2 separate regions of the Mus musculus genome follow, and region 1 is linked to region 2. The links are chromatin contacts, called in public HiChIP or PLAC-seq maps. All regions are on one chromosome and are shown on one strand. The core of a region is the stretch at or near the end of the contact, and the rest is flanking DNA. Distances in the headings are between cores, read along the strand shown. Region 1 has its middle 20 kb from the start of Gm41031. Region 2 has its middle 7.2 kb from the start of Gm5086.

Region 1 (3,786 bases), core at 896-3,395, 290 kb before region 2:
GTTGTATGTCATTACTCTCAGCCTGATTCGCGTCATTGTTTTCTAGGTAGGTGTTTGGGGGACACTTTGATTGATGACCAGTTAGTATTTCAATTATCTTTTGCCCTTCAGGTAGGGGATGAAAGCTCCTTACGCCAAGGACTTGTGTTCTGCACTTCCTGTTTATCCCAAATTGCGCTTGCATAAGACAGATGCATCAGGGCAGGGGTGGACATGGCTTTCATTTCATAAAATGTTAGATGGATCTTTCCTGATCATTTAGATGGCACCATCAATGATTAATAATTCACACCCAGAATGTGATCCTGGAAGGGACACCAGTCAACAATCACCATGGTAACTGATCACCTACGGCATTCTGTTATGTTGTATGGAAGATGCCAAAAAGGGCAAAATCCTGTTTCAAGAACCTCCAGTCTCCTGGCCTGGGTAGTAAAAGGATGCTCTTACAAAATACCAAGTACTGGGTTGCTTATGAACCACAGACATTTATTCATACAGTTCTAGAGGCTGGGAAACCTAAGACAAAGAGATCAACAAAGTTGGTGTCTAGTGAGGGCAGAATTCTCATAGATTGAATCTTCTTTTGTGGTGTGAGGTGCTAATGCGATCCTACAAATTTCTCTTAGGACAATAATTCTACTAGTGAGGGTAGGATATATCACCTTCCAAGAGGCACAAATCTCAATTCTGTTGAATAGAAAATCAATGTCAACAAATGGATTTTGAGGTGGAACAGTACTCAGACCATAGCACTCATAGAAGAGAGAAGGGCACAGGGTGGAGTGGTGGGAGGCATGGGACCTGCAGCAGAGGAATGTGGCTTGGAGTCTCTGGCCTGCCACTCATGGGTGGCCTTGAGCAGATGGTTTTAGTTCTCCAATATTCAGATTTTTTTTTTAAAATCTAAATGTTGATAGTGTAGAGGTTATAGGTGACATGATATCTACAAAAGCACTTAGCACAACAGCTCATACGGAGCCAAGGATTAATAAATAGATTTTTGAACATTATTATTATGAGGCTTAGCAATTCTAAAACAACAAAGCAAAGGACGTTTACAGAAGTTCAAAGAATGGTTGGTAAATGTCATGAAGGGGAGATCTGCAATTGGCATGGAAAGACAGCTGAGGATCACGGTTCTGAGAAGTCAGAAGGTTGGAGGAAGTCTAGGGAGGACAAGAACCAAGCTCAGGGGACAGGCAGGGACACCAGGCTGGGCAGGCTGATGTGAAAGATTTCCTGGAATAATGCTGACAGTCATAAGGAAAGCGTGAACAAGGCTCCTACTGTGGAGAGGGCGAGTGCTCTCTTCAGTAATAGGATGAGACAAGAAAGGATGCTTTAAAAATTAGTAACCAACGTTCTAAGACAAATTGCAAAATAAGTGCAAGCAATCAGAGGCCACAGGTCAGCATTGCTGCAGATGGGCCCGCTGATATGCCCCTGGTGGAAGGCAGCTTGGCTTTCCGGAGAGCACTTTGATTGCAATTGATAACAATCATTAATTTCTCTTCAAAGTACTGATCCTGGAGCACATTCATTTATAATCAAAGAGGCATAAAGAATTATGTGCATTAAACAACCCCAAACACTTGGATACAACTCAAATGTTCACTGATGATGGAATTCTGGAATATTCTAAGCACCAATACGCCCATATTGTGGGTTTTTTTTTTCAGCATTTCAATATACTGAGGTAAATTTACATGGCTGATGTGGTACTATATGTAAAAGAAGTTGGTTGGTGAGAAGTTGAGAGTTGGCAAAAGTTGTAACAGTAAATTTGAGAACTCTATGTGTGTTTCCTAATGCACAGCAAAAGATCAGGAAGAAGACAAATCTAACTTTTCATGGTTGTCTCTGGAAAGAGGGAAATGGGGAGGAAGGTGTTCATACCTGGTAGGAAATAGGCCCAAACCATGAATAAAATATTTTCAAAGGAGACATTCAAATTATTAGAAGGAAAAAAAAAAAAAAAAGACCCACCAGTTAAAAGAAATGGAAACACATAACACATACAAATTTTTTACTTGCTAGACTGAATAGATTTTTCTTTTAAACAAAGACAGCGATGCCTGTATTGGGTCGAAGTTAGTACTTGTTAGCACAGTCTGGAGGAGGGTGTTTTAAGGAACAATTTGCAGCAAGCATCACACCCTGCCTCAGCAAATTTACTCTCAGGAATATCTCCTAAGGAAATGTGCCAGCTTAGTCCTCTCTCACCCACTTCAACGGTGCTTACAGTGGGAAAACAATACAATACAGAAGAACCCCAAAGAAACCAAAGTAGCAGCCCAAACCCACAAGCAAACGCCCAGCCCTGCTCTAGAAGTCTGTTTGAAAGGATGGTAGAGGCACACACAGATGCCAAGCAGCCATTCAGAAGGGTGGGGTGCTCCGCTTACTGACCTGGAAGCACACCAGCAAACGCATTCGAGGAGAAAGATACTGGAGAACAACCACAACGAACGCTCTGTTTTGAAGATACCTGTGTAGATAAGAGGAGTTCTGGGAGCTTGACCGCCAAGTGATGTGTCTAGGTTCCTTCATTCTGCTCGCTTTTATTTGCTCAGTCTTCTAGATCAAACACGGGTCACTAGGAGAAATAAACTGAATGCTCTAAAATGTTGAGAGAATTCATCGTAGGAGCAATAGACGAAGGTTACTTCCAGTTTTGCCATGATCCGGAGAGAGTGAAGATGACTTAGATCCACTCAGGGTGTCTATGTCTCACTGCGTATTAGAAGCATCTAGGCTGGCACCAAAATACAGAGGAGACCTTTCTGGGCAGGGTGTTTGTTGGTGCTGGTCTATTGTATCTGCTGGCACGTGGCAGATACACTGAACACTGGTAACCAGACATGGGCTCAGCACTCTAGGGACCAGAGTGGACTGTGGAGAGAAAGCTGTTTGGGGTTCAGATTGTGTTTCAAGAGTGAGATTTCTAAAAACAAACAAAAAATGAGAACAGTTTAACATTCTGTCCTACTTACCATGAACTCAAAACCTGACATACCCTGTAATCATCTGAAAAAGAGTCTCAGTTGAGTAACCATCTTTTATCAGATTCGTCTGTGGGCCTGTCTGTGAGGGATTGTCCTGAGTGTCTTAATTGACAGAGGGGGGCGCCCACCCACTGTGAGTCATCGTGGTCTTTCCCCTCCACGGTGGTCCAGCCAGGGCTGTGTAAGAAAGCTGGTCAAGAATGAGCCAGGATGTCAGACAACAGGTAGTGTTTCTCCATTTTTTTCTGATCTAGATTCTTGCCTTGAGTTCCTGTTCTAACTTCCTTGGTGATGACCTATGTCCTCTCCTCTCCAAGTCACTTCTGCTCGGAGTATTCTATCACAGCAATAGAAAGGAAACTAAATACAGTCCCATGGAGTTGACTTTGGTGAGCTTTCCTTCAGCATGTATAGCTCTCAAGCCCAAAGTGCTTCGCTGAGCAGGAGAATGATGGCGTCTGTGGCTACATTGCTCAAATGGAGGCACTTCTAGCATATTCTGAATGCTGAGATGCTACAGGAGAAAGCAACCCATCTCCTCAAAGCCCCAGGGGTGAGTTAGTGCTTGGGAGCACTGCCTAGGCAGCCAGTTATAACACTACAAAGAAAGGATGGCATTTCCCACTTGAGTGAGCAGAATGGTGATTTCTACTGTGACTGTGGCGGTTTTCATGAGAATGGTCCCTGCAGGCTCATTTGTTTGAATACCTGGTCCCCAGTTGGTGTAACTGTTTGGGAAGGACTAGGAGGTGTGGCCTTGTTGGAGGAGGTGTGGCCT
Region 2 (4,009 bases), core at 1,131-3,630:
ATGGCCCAGTGAGTGGCCAGATATGCTTAACCTCCTGATAGAAAAACAGAGCCTTCCACGCATGCTTATCATTCTGAGGAATGACATCAGTAAAGAATTTAGAAATAGAAACTATCTCGTATTTGGGTTGGGAAGAAACTAGGGGAAAGTTAGCCGCACAGCCATATGGATAACCTTAATTCTCATTTGCATCTTAATGGAAATGAATCTTCAAATGTCTGTTCCCTTCAGTCCTTGAGACAGTAAGCCTTTTGTAGCTCTCTTTAACTTAGGAAAGCCAGATTTAAGCTATAAGTGGATTTTCTCAAAGTTCACACCATCTAAAAGTATTTGAGATAAAGATATTATACGCTGATATGTTAAGCCACAATTACAGGAATCCTTAAACCCTGTGCCAGACTACATGGGTTTTGGAGTTTTTCTTAATAAAAAAAAATGTTTCTCTGACTTTAAAAGGTCATTTATACTCAAAAGAGAAATCTATTAAAAAAGAAAATAAACGAATTTCTGGAATCCTAGAACCCAAAGAAATCTACTGCCTATCTTTTCTTTGCAAACATGAATGATTATAAATATCATTATTTAGGTTTTGTAGCATTGACATATCAGGTGTCTTTTTTTGTAACTGGCACAAGCTCCTTTGAAGCACATTAGGAGGATTATTTTTCTTTGTTCATATATGTAGATTGTCAATATTTTATTGGCTATAATATCCTACTGTGTGTTGCATGAATATCCTTTAATTTAAGCTGTCCCCAAGCTTAAATTGTGCTGAGCCTTAAGCTTTACCAGTCCAAACTATGGCACTGTGACAGTTATAAAAGCAACAGACCAAGGAAGATCGCTGTGACCTTCTCTTCCTGCCCTGGTACAGGTCATACCACCTAGAACCAACTGCCAGACTCTCCTCTGAAGTGTGCCATAAAGCCCTGGTATAAGAGCTGCGCTCACTGTACCTTGAGGAGGGAGATGTCCTCCCCTCTGAAGACAAGGACACAGAAAGATTGAAAAGAGTTGGCCTTGCTAAGGTCCTCCAGTTTATTTCCAGTGGGTCACGCCCTCTGTGTCTGACTGTTTCTCTATAACTATTCACCTTGCCATCAAAAATGGGATAAAAAGACAGCAGTTTCTGTGTCTTCAGTCCTGAGAGTCCCTACATCACATAGTATATCTCTAGTTTTAAAATGCATTGTTGTCTCTTATTGTATTGTTATCCTGCCCTTTATTACAGGGTCTCAGCCGCAGCCCCCACAGTGACTAAGAGCAGCCCATGTCCTACAACGGGTCCCAGCTTTGCTAGTCTACACAATGTTACAACCATCACTAGTGGATCCAGATCTGCGGTTGCCTTTTTAGTCAGTTTCTAACTTTAAAAACTGGTCTGCTTCTTTTTTAAAGAAGACATTGTGTCATCTGTTGGAAAGAAAAGCCAGACACTTTCGGAGCTTCAAAAATTATCTAGAATTTCAATCTGATTCAAGGTACTTTTGTAGTAAAGTGGGCTGGGGTAAAATCATATTGATGTACAGATAAATAAATTTCAACCTTTATATTATACTACAAAATAATTAACTCCAGATGAAAATCATATCAAATTCTACAAGGTAACATTTTTTTAAAAAAGTCTTCACATCCTTAATGTGAGCAAATGTCAGGCATGGGAAATGCAACTCCTTAAAAGTCGGTTTAATCTGAACTTCCTTGTAATTTAAAATGCCTGCTTTTCAAAGTATGCACCTGAAGAAAGAAAAAAGAGTCTGTGTGTGGGTGAGGGTGGGGGTTGGGGTGTGTGTGGATGGAACAGGAAAACCCTGTAGGGATGGAGAGAGAGAGAGAGAGGGAAAGGAAAATGGCAGGGGGGAAAAGGAAGAGAGGGAGGAAAGAAGAGAGGAAGAGAGGAGGGAAGTCAGAAAAAAAAGAATGGGACAGACAACAATCTGATAGATTTAATGGGTAATATCTTGAAAAAAAAACATTTTCCTATAGATGTGCAAAAGGCCCATAAACCCATGGAAAAAAAGGCTCAACTACACAGATGCAAACACTAGTATGCCTGAAGAATTAAGCATGTGAATGTGCAAGCACACACACACACACACACACACACACACACACACAGATCCTAAACATGGATTGACCACCCCACTTTCTCCCTCAAAAGCCTTCTGTGATCCTCCATCACTTAGTGGAGTTCACCTAAAACCCTCCGGTCAGCATTTAAGAGCCTTACAGCTTTCTCTACTCCTCCCCCACAGAGCATCACCCCCAGGCAAATGATTTGCTCATTCTCTTCAACTGTCACGTGACCCTTCTCTTCACCTTCTTGTTGCTTAGCCTACTCAGCCCTAACATCCCAAGACCAAGGTCTGGCCACCTCTTTAGGAAGAGGCTCCTCAGTCCCTACCTTGAGCTAACCACTCCTTTCTAAAAGGTTACCCCAGCCAGCACTCCGATGATTCATTTGCTAATTACCCATCTGCTGCCGACCAGCATTTCTTCCATTAATGCTTACTTCTGTTGACTGCTTTATTGGGTTTTCATGCTTATAAATGTTTTATCTTTAATTGGAGTTTCTATTTCTTCTTTAACAGGGCAACCTTATCCTCTTTGATCTCACAAAGCATTTAAGAGTTATCCACACACACAGTAGGACCTCAGAAGATGTATATGGATTCAGTTTGTAAGCTTCTTGTTTTCTGAGATCAGGAACACTCACCACTGACAGCCAGGGCCTATTTGAGGTCATCACCTTTACATGTTTTCAGCTCCCAAGTCTTCATGATGGTTCTTAGAGCATCAAGAATGCACACATCTCCAAAATGTCTTTCTCCTGGGGCGTTTACCACTTCTGCTTTGCCTTTTGTCCCATGCACCATTATGAGGCAGATTTGGCCCTTACTTAGTATACCATTGAGTCAACTGATTATGTTTTCTGAGCCTAGAGAGTAATAGATCCTATTACAGGAAGTGAAATGAGAATTTTCTGTCTCACAAAGATCTCATTTAAAAAATTATAACTGGGAAAAGGCATCTTTATTATCTGCTTATTGATTTAGCTAGTATTGTTTATTTTTAAGTGCTTTGGGAAAGATACATGATAACTAACTGACCCATTTGTAAGAACAGGGAATCTACAGTCATGAAATAGCCATCTACATGAACTAGAAACTCTCAAACAGAGGGTTTTTCTGGCAACTGCTGAGTGACCTTTAGTCAGTAACTAAGTAGTAATTGTCTGCCTCACCCCCAGTTCATGCCTAGTCCACTTTACCTGAAAACCTCCACTCACTGATGATCATCCTAAGGAAGTTGAAATCAAGATTCTTGTCACGTGCCAGCATCTGACTCTAGGTACTGGCTTCTTCAAGCACGGTGAAGCCAAGACCTCTGAAGACCAAATTCATTGGTTCCCACTTTGCTGCGACTGCAGTATCTGACCACAAGATTTCAGGTGCTGGGCTTCCTGAGCACAGAGGTCCCACCTCATTCCTCTTTGCAGCTCTCTCCCTGTCCTTCCTTCTAACCCAAACTCGGAGCAGGTTCTGTCGTGATGTTGGTACCATTTGAGAAGACACAGTGGCATCCATGTTCTGTGTCCCGAGTGGGCATATGTGTGCTTTGTCAACACTCAGCTTCCAGGTGTCTTTCTTGTGGAGGCAGCCTCTGTTTCACTGGGAAGCTCACCTCTTATTTTCAGCCTTTGTTATTCTAGGGGAGATGACTCATCCTGACATATGATTCACAGCATCTGAAGAGACCATTGTACTGAGCATATGACTATCAGAGTCAATGAGGGAAGATTGGGGTCCTAGTGAGTACTGAGAGATCTGTGAGGGAAACAGCTGTCCTTCTTTCTGTCTTTGAAGCTGACAATCATCTTGACATGGAATAGAAGTGAGGTTTTTTTTTTTTTTAATCTTACAACAACAAATAAAATAGCTGTCAAAATATCACAGTAGTGGAAAGAGCCAATTGGAGGGAAATCTTTCTTTCTGTCCAAGAGAATGAA

What was found. HiChIP or PLAC-seq counts read pairs in DNA pulled down with a chosen protein or histone mark.
Region 1: a contact with region 2 is called in an H3K27ac HiChIP or PLAC-seq map of embryonic stem cells, with 7 times the contacts expected there. The contact joins two enhancer-like sites. A contact is called at or near these places in 4 of 115 datasets of contacts at active chromatin or transcription factors (embryonic stem cells and heart atrium).

Annotation. Positions count from the first base shown.
Region 1 is chr13:97,843,765-97,847,550 of GRCm38.p6, reverse strand. No RefSeq gene overlaps it. Among named protein-coding and RNA genes, the nearest start is that of Gm41031, 20 kb to the right of the region's middle. Within about 2 kb of position 2,145, at least 6 of the 459 cell types and tissues checked have an H3K27ac peak or open chromatin away from gene starts, as enhancers often do. A contact at or near this core is called in embryonic stem cells, where this site is marked.
Region 2 is chr13:97,550,767-97,554,775 of GRCm38.p6, reverse strand. No RefSeq gene overlaps it. Among named protein-coding and RNA genes, the nearest start is that of Gm5086, 7.2 kb to the left of the region's middle. Within about 2 kb of position 2,380, at least 16 of the 459 cell types and tissues checked have an H3K27ac peak or open chromatin away from gene starts, as enhancers often do. A contact at or near this core is called in embryonic stem cells, where this site is marked.